Linked DNA regions of Mus musculus: all the other regions are linked to region 6. A link is a contact called in public Hi-C, HiCAR-type, Micro-C and promoter capture Hi-C data. All regions are on one chromosome and are shown on one strand. The core of a region is the stretch at or near the end of the contact, and the rest is flanking DNA. Distances in the headings are between cores, read along the strand shown. Region 1 overlaps Snx30 (sorting nexin family member 30). Region 2 holds the start of E130308A19Rik (RIKEN cDNA E130308A19 gene). Region 3 holds the start of Ugcg (UDP-glucose ceramide glucosyltransferase). Region 4 holds the start of Gng10 (guanine nucleotide binding protein (G protein), gamma 10). Region 5 holds the start of Dnajc25 (DnaJ heat shock protein family (Hsp40) member C25). Region 6 holds the start of Txn1 (thioredoxin 1).

Region 1 (3,054 bases), core at 293-2,792, 1.9 Mb after region 6:
AAGGTAACAGTGAAACAGGGCAGCTGCTGAGCTGGGCCTCATTACATAAAGCAGATGGGGCTGAGGCTGTCGTTCAGTGTAGAACGCTTGTCTAACATGCAGGAAGCCATGGGTTCAAGCCCCCAGCACCCCATAAACCATGTGTGGTGACATACCCCTGTAATCCAAGCACTCTGGAGGTAGAGTCAGGCAGATTAGAAGTTAAAGGCAGCCTCAGATATATAGTTTGAGGCCAGCCTGGGTTACATGATACCTTGTCACAGATAAGCAATAATACATAAATAGAGGCGGGTAGAGATGTTGGAGCTGCAGCTCAGGGCCCAGCAGCTCATGGTAGGCCCTAGGTTTTCTCCCTGGTACCACAAAGGGGGACACAAATGAAAGGAGGGGAGGGACATGAGGTTGAGAAGCAGCATCCGTCACTGCTAACTCAGATGGAAGGCAGGAGAGTAGGGCAGACCACGTGGTGGGTGTCTGTGGAGTCAGTGGAGGTCAGCAAAGCCACCACAGGACACAGGAAGGTGGTGACACCTACGAGACACCATGTGTTTCTGCTGGGCCTGCCCTCCTCGATGAGGCCTGGGTCACAAAGCCCAATTTTCTCTTTTCTGTCTCCTTTCAGACGCTGGCCAGAAGCTAAGTATGCTTTTGCGATACCTTGGGCGTCTTAGTTTCCCTCGGGCACCCTCCCCACCGTGTGTCAGACCTCCAGGCTGAGTAAATGGAGTGGCTTTTTTCTTTTTTTTTTTTCTCTGCTCCTTTCTCCTCCTCCTCTCAACAGCTCCGCTGAGTCTCACAGCTTGTCTGTTCGGGAGGTTTTTCTTTTAAAATTGTAATACAATTGTGTGGAGCTTAAAAAAAAAAAAGGAAACGAAGCAAATAGTATGGAGATTTCTAAAGAATTAAAAGATGGAGTTAGCTGGTGACTCAGAGAGCCCTCCTCTTCCGACACATTCCATGCAAAGCAAAGGCAACCACCTCCTCCTAGAATGCCTGGACTCCGGCTACAGAGATGGCTCAGCAGTTAGGAGTTTGCTGCTCTTGCAGAAGACCCAGGGTTGGTTCCGAGCACCCACACGGCGGCTCACAACTGTCTGTAATTTCAGTTCCAGGAATCTGACACCCTCTTTTGGCCTTCAAGTGCACAGTTTGCACTTGAGGCATGTTCGTTCGTGCAGAGAAACACTTGGAGACTGAGTTAGTCTCAGTCTGGTCTACATAGTGAATTCCAGGCCAGCCGGGGCTATAAAGTGAAACCTGTCTAAAAATCAAGAACATTTCAGAAGTGAAACAGGTACTGCTCAACTCTACAGGGAGAGTGTGTGACTGAGCAGTCTTTCTGAGCATAGCTGGACCTTTGTCTCATACTGGCGGCCTCTACAAGGGAAGGGGTGAAGCTATCATTAGCCACTGGCTGAAGGCTGTTTGGGTGGTGAGTTTAGGCATTAATTAACAGTATTTTTCAAACTGCCTAGAGGGGAGACAGAGCAGGTTGAGCTGGGGAAACAGCCAGGCTGAGAAACGCAGGTGCTGGGTTGGTAGTTAGACCAGAGGGTGCCAAAGTGGTCAGCACGTGGGTGTGCTGTCGGGTACTGGCAGCACCTGCTATCCTTACCGTGAAGTTTATGCACAGGGAGTAACTAAGAGGATGTGCCTCTGCCAAAGGAGCGAGTTTTTGACTCAGGATGAAGTAGGTGATTTCCTAACGGACAGAAATAAGAAACTCAGCCCCCCACCCCCACCCCCAGAGCCCAAAATGTAAATGTGCAGGCACTAAGTGTCAATTGGTGAAGTGCCATGGAGAGGCCAGTGGGTGATGCGGCAGACCATTGGAGGAAGCTGTTGGGAGGCCAGCCAAGTGCTAAGGAACAGGAGGAGCGGGGCTGGTTTGTGGTTTTTAAGTCCTGTTGATCAAGCCCCTAGAGCTGGGAGCAGATGGTTGGTGGTGGAGGTGGGGGTGAGTGTGTGTGTGTGTGGTGCAGTTCCACGGGGCTCCTCTCACTGGACTCTGAGTGTGCCTTTTATTTGCTAATAATAGGAGTACAGCTCCTGTTAAGTCAAGCAGAAGGGGAGGGGGTGGGTGAGCCTCTTGACAGTCACAGCTGGAACCTCTGAATGCCACTGACGACGGGTCTCACCATCTCAGACGTGGGAACGTGGCAGCCTTTGCACCCCACACGTTTTACAGCCAGAGTGAATTGGGACCTGCCAACGCTGCCTGGCTTGGGTCATGTGCGGCAAGTGGGCCCTGAGAGTGAGAGGGACACTGATTGGCTTAACTTGGGTCAATCGTCTGCGGCTGCGGAGGAGTTTAATAGCTGGGTCTAGAAGTTGGATGGATTGTAAAGGATCACAGTGAGGGCATCTGCCAGCAGCGTGGGTGACTAGTGGGATGCTGATGGCAGAATTTGATGAGACATATAGGTCAGAAATAAAAGTATAGGCTTTCTAAGGCACATGATTTTTAAGGAACTATATATTCTCATGCTATAGAATTCAGCTGTGTGTGTGTGTGTGTGTGTGTGTATGTATGTGTGTGTCTATGTATGTATGTATGTATTGAGACAGGATCTCACTATGTAGACCAGGTTATCCTCAAATTCCCGTGAGTACTGAAATTAAAGGCTTACACCATCATGCCCAACATTTTTAAAAAAGATTTACTTATATTTAAATGTATATGATTGTGTCTGTGTTGGGGTATGAGCACGTTCATGCATGTGCCCATGAAGACCAGAAGAGGGCACTGAGTGCCCTGGAGCTGGAGTTACCGTGGTTGTGAGACATCAACAGTGCTGAACCCAGGTCTTCTGAAAGACCTGGATGTGCTCTTAGCCGCAGAGCCGTCTCTCCAGGTCTATGATTTACTTGTTTTTAGGTAGAGTTTTGCATGTTGCCCAGGCTTTTCTTGAATTTTTAGGCCCAAGTGATCCTGTTGCTTCAGCTCTTCTGGTATTTGGCACTATGGACACATGGCCCAATGCCTGGCCACAAAAATAAACTTTTTGAAAGTATACCATAGTAGTTTTCAGTATAATTTTGAGGTTGTACCTG
Region 2 (3,144 bases), core at 414-2,913, 1.7 Mb after region 6:
AACTATGTTCTCAAGATTTCTTAGTTTCTCTAAGCCTCAGTTTCTGAAAACTAAAACTACAACCATCTTATGAACTGCAATATCACTTCTCAGTAGGTACCTGAAAATGTGAGGCTGGAGAGATGGCTCAGTAGTTGCTCTTCCAGAGGACCTGGGTTTGATTCCCAACACCCGGGAGGGAGCTCACACCCATCTGGAATTACAGTTCCAGGACATTTGACACCCTCTACTGGCCTGGGAAGGCACCGAGGGCATCTCTGGCACAGAGATATCCATGCAAGCAGAACAACCCCCACACACATAAAAAAAATTACATTTTGTATCAAATTTTCTATAGAATAGTAATGTTAGTAGCACCAGTTTTGTAGCGTTCCTAGGACTAACTGAATTAACAACTTACTAAGTGCTTGGCACAGACATATCTGGGAGGTGCTATGAAAGGGGTTTTTAAACACACAGCCTTGTCTCAGTGGTGCCATGCTGTGTAGGTAGCTTTTAGTGCCTTGTGTATCAGAGCACCTCTGAGAGTTTTAGCTGTTACAACGGCCCCACTCCTGGGGTGGGATGAATGTGTAGATGCCAAAGTACAGCTCTGAGCTCAGTGAGTCTACTCTTGAGCCAAATACAAATGATGGCCAGCAACATGGATTCAGATTACCCTGGAAGACATGCTCCACTGTGGAAGTAGTTACATTAGCTTTTATTATTATTATTATTATTATTTACAGAAAAAAGGAAGTCATAAAATCAAGGCAATTACCAAATGGCAAGGCCTGCAGGTTGGTGGATTACAGCAAAGTGGGCCAAATTTACAAGTTTCAGGTACTGATGAGATTTGTAGCTTTTGAATCAGTGGAAGCTAGAGGTCAGCTGACAATACATTTCTTCCTTCTTTTTACTATTACTACTACTATTATTATTAGTGGTCGTTTTGCCAGCATGTACGTCTGCACCGCTCTGTCGTACCGCGGGGACTGAACTCCAGACTGTTGTGAGATACTGCCGGGAATCAACTTGGTGTTCTGGAAGAGCAGCCAGTGCTCTTAACCACTTTTTTAGCCACTGCTAAAAAAGACATATTAAAGAGTTTCCTAAGGTCATGAGGGTATTAAGTTTGATGGGTAGGCAATAAATAAATTATTAAGGCGTGTAGAATCTTTAACACCTTGCACTATTCTTTATTTTTTTCCCTGGGAACTCCAGTTTATTAGATGTGTGTGTGGATGCGATGCGGTGGGACATTAGGACACTATGGAGTAAGTACACTGCGGGTCCCAGGCCACCCGGCACAACTCTGTCTGAGGTGTCACACACCTCTAACGCGATCAAGCTCTGCTTACTTCAAGTGTTTAGGCTGAAGTGCGCGGAGGCCAGGACAGCGGACACGCGTGGAAAGTGGCACAGACCGTGCGTGGGTTCTGTACCTGTCGGAGCGACGGGGGCCGAGCTCGGCCGGCTCCGGGCTGCTCGCGTCGCTGACAGGAGCTTGGCCCGCGCCCCCTCAGGGCAGCGAGCGCCGCGGGTCGAGCGCCTTCCGCGGGCGTCGCTACACACTTCCTGTAGGTCCCGCCGCCTGAGGAGCGCTTCCGGTGCCGGCTGAAGCTGGGGTCCGAGCCCCCGCCCCGCCCCTCTCCGGCCCCGCCCCGCGCGGCCCCGCCCCCGCGCTCCAAGCCGGGCGCGCGGAGCCCGGGGCGCACGGAGCGGCGCGCGCCGGTGGCCGAGCCAGGCTGGCGCCTGCGCCCCCCCCTCTCATCGCACCACCGCCGTCACCCGCCGCGCAGCCCGTGGGGCGCCCTTCCCGGTTCACCGACTCCGGCCCCGGGGCCTCCGGCTGTGGTGCTGCCGCCCTCCGTCCCGCCGTCCCTCCCCGTCCAGCTCGGGCCGCCGGGCTCCCGCAGGCCCCACCGCCCGCGTTCCTATGGACAGACGCACAGACACCTGCAGGTGGGTGAGAGCCCGCGCGGGGCTGGGGAGCACGCGGGCGCGGGGCCTCTTTGTGTGTGGGCGGCCGCGCCGTGACCCTCAGAACCTTCCTTTTGTCTGCTCCGGGCCAGCGAGGCGGGAGGGCGCTAGGGGCGGAGGGGTCTGCGGGCGCAGAGCGGGGCGCGCACCGGTTCGCGGCCGGCGGCGTCTTGGCGGGGACTGTCGGTGCGCCGGCGTCCCCCGAGCTGGGCAGGAGGGCGGGACGGAGGAGGAACGGTCTGCCTAGCTAGTTGCAGAGTCTGAGACACCTCGGGGCTCTGCCGGACTAGCTTGGTTGTCCGGAGGTACCGGGAGGTGCGTGTGGGGCGTGTAAAGGAACGTGCGGCGCTTTGCTCCCTTATTTATTGTTTCTAACGGAGGAGGGCTTTCTCCCAAAAGCTCCCCCCAATCTGAGGCTGCGCACAGTGATTTGGGTTTGTTATCAAATAGATCAAGAAACCTAGTGTCCTGGAGAGAGGAGGTTGAGCTGACCAGCAACAAACACATCAGATGAAACAAACAAACAAACAAACAGACAAACAAAAAATGTTTGTGGTTTTCTTACGGCTGACTTTAATTTAAAATGTTAAAGGTCAGGCAGTGACTTAAATGGAGAAAATCGAACATGGCTGATTTTTTTTTTTTTTAATATTTTTAAAGAAATTGTTTTGAAGTTGTGGAGTAAAGTTTTTTCTTGTGGTCCTTAGGATTATCACCGATAGAGTAGTCTACCTACTAAACAGTTAATTGGAGTGTCATGTAGTGACAGCTTTTATGGTAGGGCTTGCATTAGAGAGTAAAACAATGATAGTCTTTCCATGCAGGCTAAAACCTTTGTTTTCCGTTTTAAGATAGGAGATTTTTTTTTTTTTCATAGCATATGAAGAGAACGTGATGTTAGAAGTGATTTTTCCCAGCGGTATTTCCTTATTTTACATGATACATTTATTCCTTACATGCGTACAAACCAAGGGTAGGGTTGTTGTACGTTAGATATAGTGTTTTGAAAGGTGGAAGGTAGTAGCTCTGTTTTTTCTTATTTGATTAGCTGGCTTACTTCGTGAACAGTTGCTATGTGTTCATAAATGATCAAATAATAAATGAAGTACATTAAGCATTCATAAAATTCATTTCACAGACTCACGTTTCTATGTAGGTATTGGGTTATGCACTATGTTAATC
Region 3 (2,994 bases), core at 380-2,879, 1.2 Mb after region 6:
ATGCATTTCCATTTTGGATTCTTGAAAATAATGGATTATTGAAAATGTGTTAAGAATGCTTTAAAAGTGGGCCTTAGAATTGATTAATCACAATCGTGGCATTTAAAACCCTGTGCTATTATTTCTATGTATGGATTCCATCCTGCTGTAACTCTATTAACCAGTAACTCTCAACAACTGGAAATTAATTTCGAAGCATGGTTCTTTCCCACTGATTTTTCACCAGTAGAACAAAGGACACTGCAAACCTTAAGGATTTTTTTTTTTTCCTTTTTCTTTTTTCGAGACAGAGTTTCTCTGTGTAGCCCTGGCTGTCCTGGAACTCTGTAGACCAGGCTGGCCTCGAACTCAGAAATCTGCCTGTCTCTGCTTCCCAAGTGCTGGGATTAAAGGTGTATGTCACCACTGCCCGTCATTTTTGGATTATTTTTTAAAAGTAACTTGAATAATAAACAGTTTAAACACAGAACAATTGTAAACAATATAGATGTATCCAGGCTGAAGAAACAAATGGAAACATTTACTACTAGCTTCTCCCAGTTGCGACTTAAAGTTAGAATACTCTTGTTTTTCCACCACAGGGATTCATTGAATTTGCCCAGCCTGGCCTGGAACCTGTGTGTTCAAGTTCAGGTAATTCTCCTGCTTCAGTCCCAGAAGTAACTGGGCTACATACAGGCTTCTCACACAGCCTAGCCTTCATTTCCCCATTTTCAGTATCGTGCACATGCATAATTAAACGTTTTAGTAATAGCAACATTTAACAGCTTTTTAAAAATGGAGTAACGTAATTTAACCCAGTATGACTAAAATCTATCATCCCAGCAAATAATACAAGATTTATGAATGAGATGGTTTGTCAGCGGTGTACTGGCAACACTTAACAGCCTAGCACTGCTCGAACTAGCTACATTTCCATAACTCTCTTGGCTACATCTTAGCCAAATTACACTCAGCTGCCCTAGAGAACGCACAATCTTGCGCGAATTCAGCATCAAGCGATTCTTCCAATTCTGAGTTTGGGGATTCCTTAAATAACACAGTCTCTTGGCTCCTCCGGATTTGGCCAAGATAAAGTGTAGAGGCGGCGCGTGCTGCTTAGAGACAGTGCAGGGGGGGGGGGGACCGCGGGCGCGGGCGGCGGCAGCGGTTGGTAGCTGCCGGGCGGCGAGCACGCGGGGGCAGCTCCACCCGTGGGCGCGCGGGCCGGCACCGAGGCGCGAGGGCGCCGCCCCGGGGGCGGGGGCACGGGCACCGGGCTCCAGAGGGCGGGGCAGGGCGGACCGCATCGTGCCGGGATTCGGACGCCGGCAGAGAGCACGGACCAGAACGCAGAGCCGCGGCGAGCGAAAGGGACGACGGCGACGGCGGCGGCGGCGGCGGCGGCGGCGGCGGCGGCAGCGGCAGCCCAAGGGTCTGGACCACGGGAGCCCGAGCGCGCGGCAACGGCCGCCTAGAGCGCGCAGCGCGGTCAGCCTGCGCTCGCAGCACACCAGCGCGCGCACGCTAAGGGGTGCGCGGTGCCGAGCGCGCGCCGAGTGGCCGGGGGCGCGCAGGCCCTGCCCGCCCCTTCCGTCCTCACGCCCGCCGCCCCGCCGGCCCTTCCTCTCCCACCTTCCACTCGCGGCCCGCGCCCCGCACCCGGCGGCCCCCGCGTCCTCCTCCCGCGGCAGCGCTGTCCGCGGCGGCCGGAGCGGGCCGGGCCGGGCCAGCGGGCCGGGGGATGGCGCTGCTGGACCTGGCCCAGGAGGGAATGGCCTTGTTCGGCTTCGTGCTCTTCGTGGTGCTGTGGCTGATGCATTTCATGTCCATCATCTACACGTGAGTTGGAGGGTCGGGGCCTCGGGGACGAGCTGGACTGGCAGGCGTGTGTGCGGTGGAGGGTAGCGTTTTGCGGGGATAGAGAAAGCTGATCCCCAAACGGCCCCCTAAATCGGTCTCCTTGGGGCGGTGCGACGCGGGGTCCTGGAAAGGGAATCGCGCTGGAGTCGCGACCCGACTCCTGGGTTGCAGGCGACTACCGAGCTCTAGGAGAGGAGCCTGCTTCTCTGTCTGGTGGAGGGTTGTCTACTTGGTTTGATTGTGTAGGAGATTCGTGTGATTTTTCTTCCCATCTGGGCGAGGATGTATGGTGTATTGTGAGGTTTTCCGCTCCCTCCGCGCCGGCCACGTCTCTATTATGGAGATGGTCCTTTACACTCTTCCGGGAGCTGATCACCACCACCCCAGGCTTCCCAGTGGATTACCTCCTTCCTAGAAGAGCTATGTGTTTAGCTAGGTGTGTAGCACCTGCCCGCCTTGAAGAAGGTCCGTCTCCGAGCCAGTGTTATAAAGCATCGAGTCCTGTCAGCGTGGCATTTCAGTATCATGTCTTTATTTATCTTTTTTCCAAGTCTTTATGTATTGGCTTGTTTGGAGTTACATCCTTAATCTGTTTTCCACACACATCTCTTCATTTGGCAGGTACCTCCTAAGGCCTACTAGATACCACCTGGAGTTGGGCTGGGGACATAGGTGAGAAAGCAGGACAAAACTCCTGCCCTCATGAAGCTTACATTCTAGAAGGATGAAACATGATAAAAATCTAAATAAGGTTATTCCCTATAAAGCTCATGACTAAAACAGAACAGAGTGAAGGGGCGGAGAGAGACATGACATAGGTGGCTGAGTTTTGATCCATCAATGAAATGTCTTTAAAATGAAGCCTGTTTAAATGTGTAGAGATGAACTCACTTGGCATTTTAGCCTGAAAGAGGAGGGAGGAAATTTATTTTTATTTATTTATTTATTTATTTTAAACTACCAGATAGGGATAGGCTAGAATAGGCTGTATGTTAATGAAAAACAGGGAAGGACGTTAGGCAGTTACTTTTTTTTTCCACTATAGAAAACATGTGCTTTTCTCCGATTGGTGTGCCATTTCCTGACGCCGAGAAAGACAACACCTGTATAAGATAAGCAGACAGGGTTTTGTGGGGTTTTTTTTGAAAGTGA
Region 4 (3,227 bases), core at 406-2,905, 1.1 Mb after region 6:
GGGGCCAGCCCTCCTAACTAGTACTTATTACCGAATGCTGTAAACAAGGATTGGGCAGAAGGAGAAGCTGACCCTCAGATGACCCCGGAAGGAACTCCAGAGTTGGAATGGTAAATCCGACTGCCTAAATCTGAGGGGGTTGAGGGTGGGGGAAAATCTCACTGAATGGAGACTGGCTGTGGGTATGGGTTTTGGGTTTTTTTTTTTTTTTTTTGGTTGTTTGGTTTTTTTGTTTGTTTGTTTGTTTGTTTGTTTTGGTTTGGTTTTTTTTTTTTGTTTTTTTTGGGAGGGGGGTGTTTTCGAGACAGGGTTTCTCTCTATAGTCCTGGCTGTCCTGGAGCTTACTCTGTAGACCAGGCTGGCCTCAAACTCAGAAATCCGCCTGCCTCTGCCTCCCAAGTGCTGGGATTATAGGCGTGGGCCACCACGCCCGGCTGTGGGTGTGTTTTGTGGGTGACTTTGCCCTGGATGGTTCTTAAGTCCAGAGAAAACTCAGCAGATTGGAAATTGGGTACTTCAACAGCAAATCCTTTTTAAGTAGCAATTGGTTTAAGGGAAGGCTGGTATTCAATACAAGCCAGGGAGAACCCATTTGAGATTCTAATTCCTCTCCCATATGTTTAGACAGGGCTAAAAGAAAGCATGGATTTTTTTCCCCCCACAGCACTACTGAGTCTATCCACCTTGAAGATGAGGCCAACCCTCAGAGTTGAATCAGGAGATGAGAATTTGAGCCTTGAAACTATTCCTAATTTTTAAAAATTATTATTCTTTAATTTTTTTTTTTTACAGTCCAGTTGTTATCCTCTTCTTGGTCTGCTTTCTGACTGTTCCTCATTCCATTTCTCTCCCTACCCCACCCCTACCCCTCCCCTCCATTTCCAAGAGGATGTCCCCACCCCACTACCACTACCCCACCAGATCTCCCCACTCCCTGGGGCCTCAAGGCTCTCAAGGGTTAGGCGCGTCTTCTCCCACTGAGGTCAGACCAGGCAGTGCTCTGCTATACCTGTGTATGCTGTGTGGCTGGCAGGTGGCCCAATGTCTGAGAGAGATCTCGGGGGTCCAGGTCAGTTGAGATTGCTGGTCTTCCGATGAGGTCAGCTTCCTCCAGTCCCTCCCCAATTCAACCGGGACGCCCGTGGTTGGATTGGGGAGGGGCCTTGAAGCTTTTTTAAAGTAATTAAACCAATGCTTTAAAGTCTTTGGGCTTTGAAGTTTAGCAAGCTCATCCATATTGCCTTTATGCACTACCCAGCTTATGCACTACCCAGTGCAGACAGATACGGTGGTGTATAAGATGGCGATATAGTTATTACATAGTAAGTGTAAAAAAAAAACAAAAGGAAACAAGAAAACTAAAAAACCTCAAGTTTTAACGTAATGGTCTCAGTTTTGTAAAACCAATGTGCACACTTAAAAAACTCGGGAGAAGACTGGAAACAATGGCCATAGATAGTGGGTGAGAGGGCTGGTGTAATTTCATTCCATATCAGACCAACGAGCAGGATATCCTTGAAGGTTTGACTAGCTCTTCGGTGAAGTCCTAGTGTCCTTCCCTTCGCAGCGCAGGCGCCACCTAGGTTTGTTCCGAGGCACCGGCGACCGGGGCCGGGCAGCTCGCGACCCCAGCGCGGGGACAGCGGGGCGGGCGCGGCGGCTACCCCGCCCCGGGGCGGCACCCCGCTCGGCGGTCGTTCCTCCCAGCCGAACCAGCCTCGCGCAGCCTTAGCCGCCATGTCTTCCGGGGCCAGCGTGAGCGCCCTGCAGCGCCTGGTGGAGCAGCTGAAGCTGGAGGCTGGCGTGGAGAGGATCAAGGTGAGCGTTCGTCCAGCCGGACCCCAGCGCCAGCCCCACGGGCGACCGAGCGGCCCGCAGGAGACCGCGGCCTGGCGGGAGTGGGAGCTACCGGGCCGGGCGCGCACCGGGGCCTCGGGTGCTCGCGAGCCGCGCGTGGATGCGGGGTGGTTTCAGGCCGAATCCCGGGTGCTTCTGGCGACACAGCCTGTCCCAGGGACCAGGTCCGATGGCTCCGTGGGCGTGTCTACAACAGGCTGGCGACACGCTGGCGACCTGGACTCTGCCCACCCGGCTGCGGGAGGATGATGCTTAGAGATGGGGAGGGAGGCCACCGAATGAACAGATGCGAGCGAGATGGATGCTGGAGAAGGATGCTCTGCCTTCCTCTGCTGCCCCATGGGGGATCCTTGAGAGTTGAGGAAGTGAGTTCCGTTTTGGATCTGTGGATTTTACAGAGGTATCCAGGAGAGATTTCGTTGTGTGGACAGACGGCCACAGAAAAAGGCCGAAAGAGGTCATTAAAATATATGAGCGTGAAATAGACAAAGAGCGGAACTTGTAGCGTGCTGCCAGGGACAGTTCAAAGGAGGAAGGTGAGTTGGATTGTCAGGAGAGGGGTGGGGAGGCTAGAGAGATGGCTCAGCTCACTGACTGCTGTTCTGGACGACTCCGGTTCAATTCCCAGCACACACCCAAGGTTGCTCACAACCGTCTGTAACGTCAGTTTCAGGGGACCCGATGTCTTCCTCTGGCTTCCTCAGGCACCAGGCATGCACAAGGTGTGCACAAACATGCAGGCAAAACACCCGCGAGATAAAATTAAAATGAAGGCCCGCAAACACAGCCAAGGATTTACTCTGTTGGCTGAATGTGTGATTGGCAGCTAGTGTGATTCCAAGTGTGTGGGTAGGTATGGACACACCATCATGCTAGTCAGTTCCCTCTGTTTTAGCCCTCGACCTGGTGCTACTCCAGGGAATAGGGAACTCGGGTGGATACGGTAAACTAATACACAAAATTATTTCAGACAACCAGGGACAAGAGGCGCGCAGTACAGAGATGTGCCAGTAAGGTGTAGGGGAAGCCCGACAGGTTAAAAATAAAAAAGTTTTAAAGAAATAACTTCCTTTTTTTCTTCGAAAATAAAAAGGGTTTTGGGTTGATAGGAAAGATTTTTTTTATTTTGTCAAGGAAAATGGAGGCAAGGTGACTGTAGAAGAAACAAGGGTTTGGGGTGACATCTTCGGGGACAGGAAAAAAGGAGATGTGTATAAAGTGCCTCTGATTACGGATTACAGCTTTTGGCGATGGCTGTCTTGTGAAACAGGAAGCTGTGTTTTCTTGTGGGACAGTGAACCAGGAGTTAGCAAAGGGCGAAGGAAGTGCTTACTGTCCACGGTGGAGCTCACCAGCCTGGGCAGTCACAG
Region 5 (2,966 bases), core at 304-2,803, 1.0 Mb after region 6:
TGTGTGTATGTGTGTGTGTGTGTGTGTGTGTGTGTGTGTGTGTGTGTATGAGAGAGAGAGAGTGGGGGTGAGGGGGAGCAGATGTGGGCTTTTGAAAAACTCAAAAGCCTACCTCCAACAAGACCATCTCTCTCAAGTCTTACCAAGAATCCCCTCACTCCCTGGCTACTAAGCATTCAAGTATCGGAGCCTGTGGCAACCATTCTTATTCAAACCACCACAGTGTGAGTACTCGTCAAACCTGCAAATGTGACTATTAATAGAAACTCCCCGTCTTGAAAGAGGTATTGGTATTTTGGCTCACTTTGAATTTATTTGAAATGAAATAATTGAGGTTTATAGAGGCTAAAGTCCATGTTGATACTAGAAAAATTTAATTGTATTCTTCCTGAATATCTAACATTGTCTATCAAATCTTCACTTGGTGTACAGACCAATCCCAATGGATAGATCCCTATCTATTAGTTGTTAGCCAGTTGCCATCATAGACCTGGGAAACTATAAAGTCAGTCATGTGGGATATACTGGTCATTCATTATCAACCCGACTGGATTTAGAATCACCATGGAAACACATCTCTGAGTGTGTGTGAGGCTGTTTTCCAGAAGGGTGTAACTGAGGTAAGAACAACATGGACACATCACCATCATACATAGTGAGGCATTGGATCAAATAAAAAGGAGAAAATAAATTTGGCACCCTTTTCATTCCTTTATTCTAATTTCAGATAATGTGTAACTAGCAACTTTGTTGCCAGGCCTTCTGGACTGTGGGGGCCGTATTCCCTAGAACCCTAAACCCAAATAAATCCTTCATCTTTGATGTTGCTGCTTGCAGGTATTTGGTCACAGCAACAAATAAATTACACATTTAAAAACTGTGGTTTATCTGAAATTTAAACTTAATGGAGCACGTCCTCTCCCCACTCCACCTCCTGATTTCCCTGGAGGCATTTGCAAGATCTTAAGCTGTATTTTGATTGTCACAATTAGGGATAATGGTGTTACAGGCACTTTTGTGGACCGTATGGGGGTACTACTAAACGTTTTACATCCTCCGGGCAAATAATTGTTTGCTCTAAAATATAAATAAGCAGAGAAACAGAGAACAAAAAGGCCACGGTCTTTCAGGGCTCCTGGGAGAGAGACAGTGCAATTGTCTAAGTTCATCTTCAGTTTGGGTTAGAGGGGGGGCAATGTCCAGGCCTGGAGACAGGATGCCAGTGCCCAGAGTTCCTACGGCAGCGGATGAAGTAGCGAGGTCGAGAAGGTGGCGTGTGGCTAGTCCTGCGTGTGGACTGTGCCGCACTAGGCGGCTAGGAGCGCTTCAGACAGACAGACACCTACCCCTGCCTCAGAAAAGACCGCTGAGCTACTAAGACTACCAGGCTCCACAACACACAGAAGCCGCCCGAGGCTAAGGCGTCCTTCTCTCCTAGCAACGCGCGGGGACGGAAGTGGCTGCGGCGCCACGCCCCCTGCGCCTGCGCACAGGCGCGGCCTGCTGACGTGGACCGGGCTGCGGGGCCGAGCCCGGCGCCGAGGAGAGCAGCCGCGGCCGCTGTGCTGGCAGAGCGGCGAGCGAGGCGGGGATGGCGGCGCGGCTCGCTTTGCGCGGGGGACCCGGGGCTGCCGGCCAGCGCCCATGGCTGCTGCTGGCGCCGCTGCTGCTGGTCCCGCTGCTGGCGCGGCCCGCCGAGGCCCTGGTGGAAGGGCTGTACTGCGGCACGCGCGACTGCTACGAGGTGCTGGGCGTGAGCCGCTCGGCCAGCAAGGCGGAGATCGCGCGGGCCTACCGTCAGCTGGCCCGGCGCTACCACCCAGATCGCTACCGGCCCGAGCCCGGGGACGGCCCCGGGGGCGCGCCGCCGAGCGCCGAGGCTTTCCTGCTAGTGGCGACCGCCTACGAGACGCTCAAGGTGAGGCTCGCGGGCGCTGATGGGTGGCTGGGGATTTGGGTCTCCTAGCCGGGTGATCAGGTCCTCTACGACCCCAGCACACTGCTGCCGCCTGGACTTTTAGGAGGTCCACGTTTCCCACGTGGCCGTGGAATGAGCCACCTTGGCCCGCTAGCCAGCATGGCCACCTCCTCGAGGACAGTTTTGGAGGACAGCCAGTTCTGTTTTTGGACAGTTGTTATGCAAAGCTTTGCACTTATTTTATTTTTGGTGTAAAAAGCATTCTGGTTACTTGAGGTGCATGCTCGGAAAGCAGGGTGATTGTCAGTGCTAGGATCTGAGATAGGACATAGAACAGAAAAGTCTGAAATACTGAGTATTAACAACTGATCATGCCAATTTGATAGGACAGAAGTTTGGCCTCTGGGATAATGTCAATAATGACATTTATCTAGAAGCGCGCGCACACACACACACACACACACACACACAAACAGCGAACTATCAGTCCGAAAACTGGACTGTGACTTTTGGCTCTGACAACTCCTGAGTGACCTTGGATAGTTGTTTCTGACTTGGGGCAGAAGATTGAGAATTCCTAGTAGGAAAATAATTTTTGGACGTGTGTAGTGATCTGACAAAGGCTTTATTGCCTGCTGTGCATGTAGGAGGATTTAGCTTGACCCCCTTTTCTTTGATTACTGCAGTATATGTAAAAAAAAAAATCACCTGTTATGTCATGCTTGAGGGAGGTATTTCTGTTTCAAGAGCCCCATCGGAAGACTGCAGCGTCAGTCATAGCCGTGTTTCCATCATAGCTGTGTCTCTTTCCTAGGTTTTTGTTGTTGTTGTTGTTTTGTTTTCCAGCCTTCTTGTAATGACTACTTTGGATAGCTGTATTACCATTAATGGTGGATTAGTCCTCCAGATTAGCTTTACAGAGTTGGCAATTCGGAGTCAAATTCCCTTTCTTTCAGGCTTAGAGCAGTTTGATGTTTGGAGCTATTAAGACTGTACTTCACTGACTAAATTCTCACCAGCTAGTGAGAGTACAGTTTTTGTTGGCACT
Region 6 (2,951 bases), core at 93-2,592:
CCCAAGCTTTTTCCGAGTAACTGGTTTCCTGGCACCAATGTACACCGCTCCTATTGGAATGGCAAAGGTTCCATAAGTAGGTCAGTTTAAACAGATAAGGATCCAACTGGGTGCTGGGACTAATATGGCTGGTAGTGGGTGAGCCAACTTTTGTACTGAGACCCAACCAGGTGCTCAAAACTGGAGGGCGCGGACCTGTCTTCCACGGATTTCCTAGTTTAAGGGTGAGCCAGTCTTTCACACATCAATTTCCACCCCCAACCTCCTTTCACTTTTCATTTTATAAATATTCCCCGAATAGTTACAGTGTAACAGGCTCTGGGTTTCCCAATCTGGAGGATATTTTGGTTCTCAGTAACTTTCGAATATGGTAACAGTTTTTCCCTTGGGTATTATTTTTCTTTTCCCAAAGGGCAGGACTTTGTACTTGACTACTCCCTGGGGGAGAGCCCTGGTTCCAGCAAAGCCCACTTATGGAGGGTCAATCACTGAAACCTTAAGGTTGCGAGGCCCCGGGGCCAGACTTTGGGGACTGAGTCATTCCAAAGCCAGAGCTGCCGGAAACACGCCCTGCGACGCAGGAGGAGGAGTCTCTCGGGCGCGGCCTGGACCTTTCTCCTTAGTAGTCACCTGGGGTACCGATCCGAGGGTACTTAACTGGGACCCGAGACCCACCCTCATGCACCGACCTGGCCTGTGTCCTCTAGGCGGCAGGTCACTGATGGAGGGAAACTAAGGCCGAGCCCAGCAGTACAACACACCCGCGCGGCGTGTGGCACCGCGTACTCGAGAAGTGGCGGCTCTCCATCTTTTCCTAGAGATCCTAAATCCTGATTCAGTTGGGGCACGGGAAGGGGGGAGTGTCACAGGAGGACCCCGGTCCATCTCTTCACCTCCGCCAGATTTGGGCTGGCGGTAGGGAGTGCAGCTCCGGGGACTCAGGTGCTGCCCACGAGTGCATCTCCCGTACCCGGCGTTCCAGGGTCCCCTCGTCCCCTCCCCCAGGGCATGCTCCACCGCCGAGGGCGCACACAGGCCCTGGGCCGCTAAGCCCGCGGGGACACCGAGAGTGTCCTCTTCAGCACCGCGGGATGTGCGCGGCGCCCGGGCATGCGTACCTTGCTCTCGATCAGCTTCACCATTTTGGCTGTTGCGGGGAGGGAGCCACACGCGTCTCAGCAGAACCAGATGGAAATGGATCCAAGGCGCCCAACGGAGCTTGCAACCGAGTGCGGCGCCCGCCTTCTCTTTATAGAAATAGGGCGGAGCGCAGCAGGGCGGGGCGGACGGGCACGCGCGGCGGGGACGCGCTTCCCGCCTCCCGCGTCCGCCAAGGCGCCTGGGCAGGCCGCGCCTAGACCACGCCCCCAAGAGGTGGGGCGGTTTTCCAGGGGGCGGAGCCAGAGTCGGCTACTAGTGCAGCCTGGGGACTGTCCTAGCGCTGGCCTCACTCCTGGCTTCCCCGCCCCACTCTAAGCTGCCGAACAAGAACCTTAGTTTATAAGGGGCGGAGCTAGCACAGGCTCCTGGAGCAGCTTCGGGTTTTTCCAGGCTCCAGACGCCGCGCGGCAGCTACCCCTAAGAGCCAACTTCCAGCTGCCTCAAGGGCACTTTAACAGCGAACAGCGCCGGGGTAGATCACGGTCCTCTCTCACACCGTAGAGTCCTTCTGTAATCACACTGCCCATGCCCCAAACTAGACCTAAGTCAGATACTTCCAGATTGGGGCTGGGGACAGTCCCTAGGACTGCCCAGGCAGAGGTGTATCCTTAGACTAGGGCGGCCATGCTGCAGTTCGACTCAAAGTGCTGAGTAACGATGACCAGGAAGTGTCTCAGTGCGCGTCCTCGCCAACTTTCTGGGTAGTTCTTTGCCGCTTCTTTCTCCTCTCTCTCTCCTATTCCTTAACTTTAACAGGTGAACCTGCTACTGGGAGAGGCACAGAGCCGTTTAGAGCCCTGTTCTGTGCCCCATGCACATGTAGGCATGATAGAGATCGGATAGTCTAGCTCCCAGCATTGTCTTGAAGGATTTAAGGGCTTGAAAACTGACTGAGGACAGCGTTTGGCCCATAAGGAAGCACTCAATGAATTATTCTAATTATAGTCATCGCGAGCGCTAATTAAGCTTGCGTGGTGCCTTGTGGGGCCTTGCTGAGTTTGGCTGCCTTGTATTTACAATGACAGTATAGGCTTTGAGGAGATTTTTCCGCCTTGGGAGAGGACGCCAGGAAGAGTCTTCTTCAATGATAACTGAGGTGATGTTCAGGAGGACAGGGCATGGTGGAAGAAGCTAAGATTCTTAAGGTGGCTTTGTGCAGCCCCAAGAGTGCCGCTGTATGTTCTGGTGAAGCAGCTGAGGTGGAGACTGGACAGAGCCAGCATCCTGGGAGGAACTCACCAAGCCTGCATTTGGAGAGCCGATCTAGATAAATCTACATCGAGGTGAAGCACGGGAGGCTAATGAAACTGTGTCTCAGCCACCCTACCCCTACCCACTGGCTTCCCTTGTTCAAAACATTTAAAATACCAGAACCAGTTGTGCGATGTTTTTGAAGGGCTGAGGAATTCAAGTAATGAGTGAGGATGTAGACAAGAGGGAGTGTTCTGAACATAGCCCTAGACTGCGGGTGGATGCTGCCCCAAAGGCAGTAGCCTTCCCTTTAGGACAGCTGAGGCAGAGAGGAACCCCAGGCAGATGAGCAGAATCTATTAATTCTCTTTGCAGCTGTCGGGTCTTTTCAGTCCAGCTACATTCCAGGTTTCTGGCTTTTTGGTAGTCAAACACTGACCTGTAGAACTTGGAAGGGTTCCTCCCTTAGCTGGCACCTCTCCACAGACCCTCAGATGTCCACTGATTCTGCTAGGAAGGCATGACTCCCTGGCACCTGTACAGTACCAATACACATGGGTAAATGTGGGGGATATCGACAATAAGAGAATGAAGAACTG

The links. Promoter capture Hi-C pulls out the DNA fragments that hold promoters and counts their contacts. A called contact is a pair of places that touch in the nucleus more often than the background predicts. HiCAR-type assays count read pairs that join an accessible place to other places.
Region 1: a promoter capture Hi-C map of pre-B cells shows a contact between it and region 6, with 4 times the contacts expected there. The contact joins the enhancer-like site here to the promoter of Txn1 in region 6. A contact is called at or near these places in 2 of 39 promoter capture datasets (the C10 cell line and pre-B cells), 1 of 484 Hi-C or Micro-C datasets (B cells) and 1 of 115 datasets of contacts at active chromatin or transcription factors (microglia).
Region 2: a promoter capture Hi-C map of pre-B cells shows a contact between it and region 6, with 2.9 times the contacts expected there. The contact joins the promoter of E130308A19Rik here to the promoter of Txn1 in region 6. A contact is called at or near these places in 2 of 39 promoter capture datasets (cranial neural crest and pre-B cells), 1 of 115 datasets of contacts at active chromatin or transcription factors (bone marrow-derived dendritic cells) and 1 of 9 other capture datasets (liver).
Region 3: a contact with region 6 is called in a Micro-C map of embryonic stem cells, with 14 times the contacts expected there. The contact joins the promoter of Ugcg here to the promoter of Txn1 in region 6. A contact is called at or near these places in 4 of 39 promoter capture datasets (the C10 cell line, cranial neural crest, hippocampal neurons and 1 more), 2 of 484 Hi-C or Micro-C datasets (embryonic stem cells and rod photoreceptor), 2 of 115 datasets of contacts at active chromatin or transcription factors (embryonic stem cells and large pre-B cells) and 1 of 9 other capture datasets (liver).
Region 4: a Hi-C map of the N1E-115 cell line shows a contact between it and region 6, with 7 times the contacts expected there. The contact joins the promoter of Gng10 here to the promoter of Txn1 in region 6. A contact is called at or near these places in 3 of 39 promoter capture datasets (cranial neural crest, embryonic stem cells and frontonasal cranial neural crest), 1 of 484 Hi-C or Micro-C datasets (the N1E-115 cell line) and 2 of 115 datasets of contacts at active chromatin or transcription factors (bone marrow-derived dendritic cells and extraembryonic endoderm stem cells).
Region 5: a HiCAR-type map of astrocytes shows a contact between it and region 6, with 3 times the contacts expected there. The contact joins the promoter of Dnajc25 here to the promoter of Txn1 in region 6. A contact is called at or near these places in 4 of 39 promoter capture datasets (cranial neural crest, liver, neutrophils and 1 more), 2 of 484 Hi-C or Micro-C datasets (erythroblasts and uterus), 6 of 115 datasets of contacts at active chromatin or transcription factors (astrocytes, bone marrow-derived dendritic cells, embryonic forebrain and 3 more) and 2 of 9 other capture datasets (embryonic stem cells and liver).

The regions. Positions count from the first base shown.
Region 1 is chr4:59,817,724-59,820,777 of GRCm38.p6, forward strand. All of the region lies in intron 1 of Snx30 (sorting nexin family member 30), which reads left to right. Among named protein-coding and RNA genes, the nearest start is that of Snx30, 14 kb to the left of the region's middle. Within about 2 kb of position 1,543, at least 109 of the 459 cell types and tissues checked have an H3K27ac peak or open chromatin away from gene starts, as enhancers often do. A contact at or near this core is called in B cells and pre-B cells, where this site is marked.
Region 2 is chr4:59,624,548-59,627,691 of GRCm38.p6, forward strand. It overlaps E130308A19Rik (RIKEN cDNA E130308A19 gene), which reads left to right and starts at 1,664. Exons shown (of 4, transcript NM_001015681.2): 1 at 1,664-1,944.
Region 3 is chr4:59,187,921-59,190,914 of GRCm38.p6, forward strand. It overlaps Ugcg (UDP-glucose ceramide glucosyltransferase), which reads left to right and starts at 1,630. Exons shown (of 9, transcript NM_011673.3): 1 at 1,630-1,821. The coding sequence starts at 1,724.
Region 4 is chr4:59,033,501-59,036,727 of GRCm38.p6, forward strand. Gng10 (guanine nucleotide binding protein (G protein), gamma 10) reads left to right here and starts at 1,656. Exons shown (of 3, transcript NM_025277.3): 1 at 1,656-1,818. The coding sequence starts at 1,738.
Region 5 is chr4:59,001,640-59,004,605 of GRCm38.p6, forward strand. It overlaps Dnajc25 (DnaJ heat shock protein family (Hsp40) member C25), which reads left to right and starts at 1,554. Exons shown (of 4, transcript NM_001033165.3): 1 at 1,554-1,918. The coding sequence starts at 1,592.
Region 6 is chr4:57,955,069-57,958,019 of GRCm38.p6, forward strand. Txn1 (thioredoxin 1) reads right to left here and starts at 1,343. Exons shown (of 5, transcript NM_011660.3): 1 at 1,119-1,343. The coding sequence starts at 1,142. It overlaps Gm35344 (a long non-coding RNA gene), which reads left to right and starts at 1,375. Exons shown (of 3, transcript XR_881303.3): 1 at 1,375-2,444.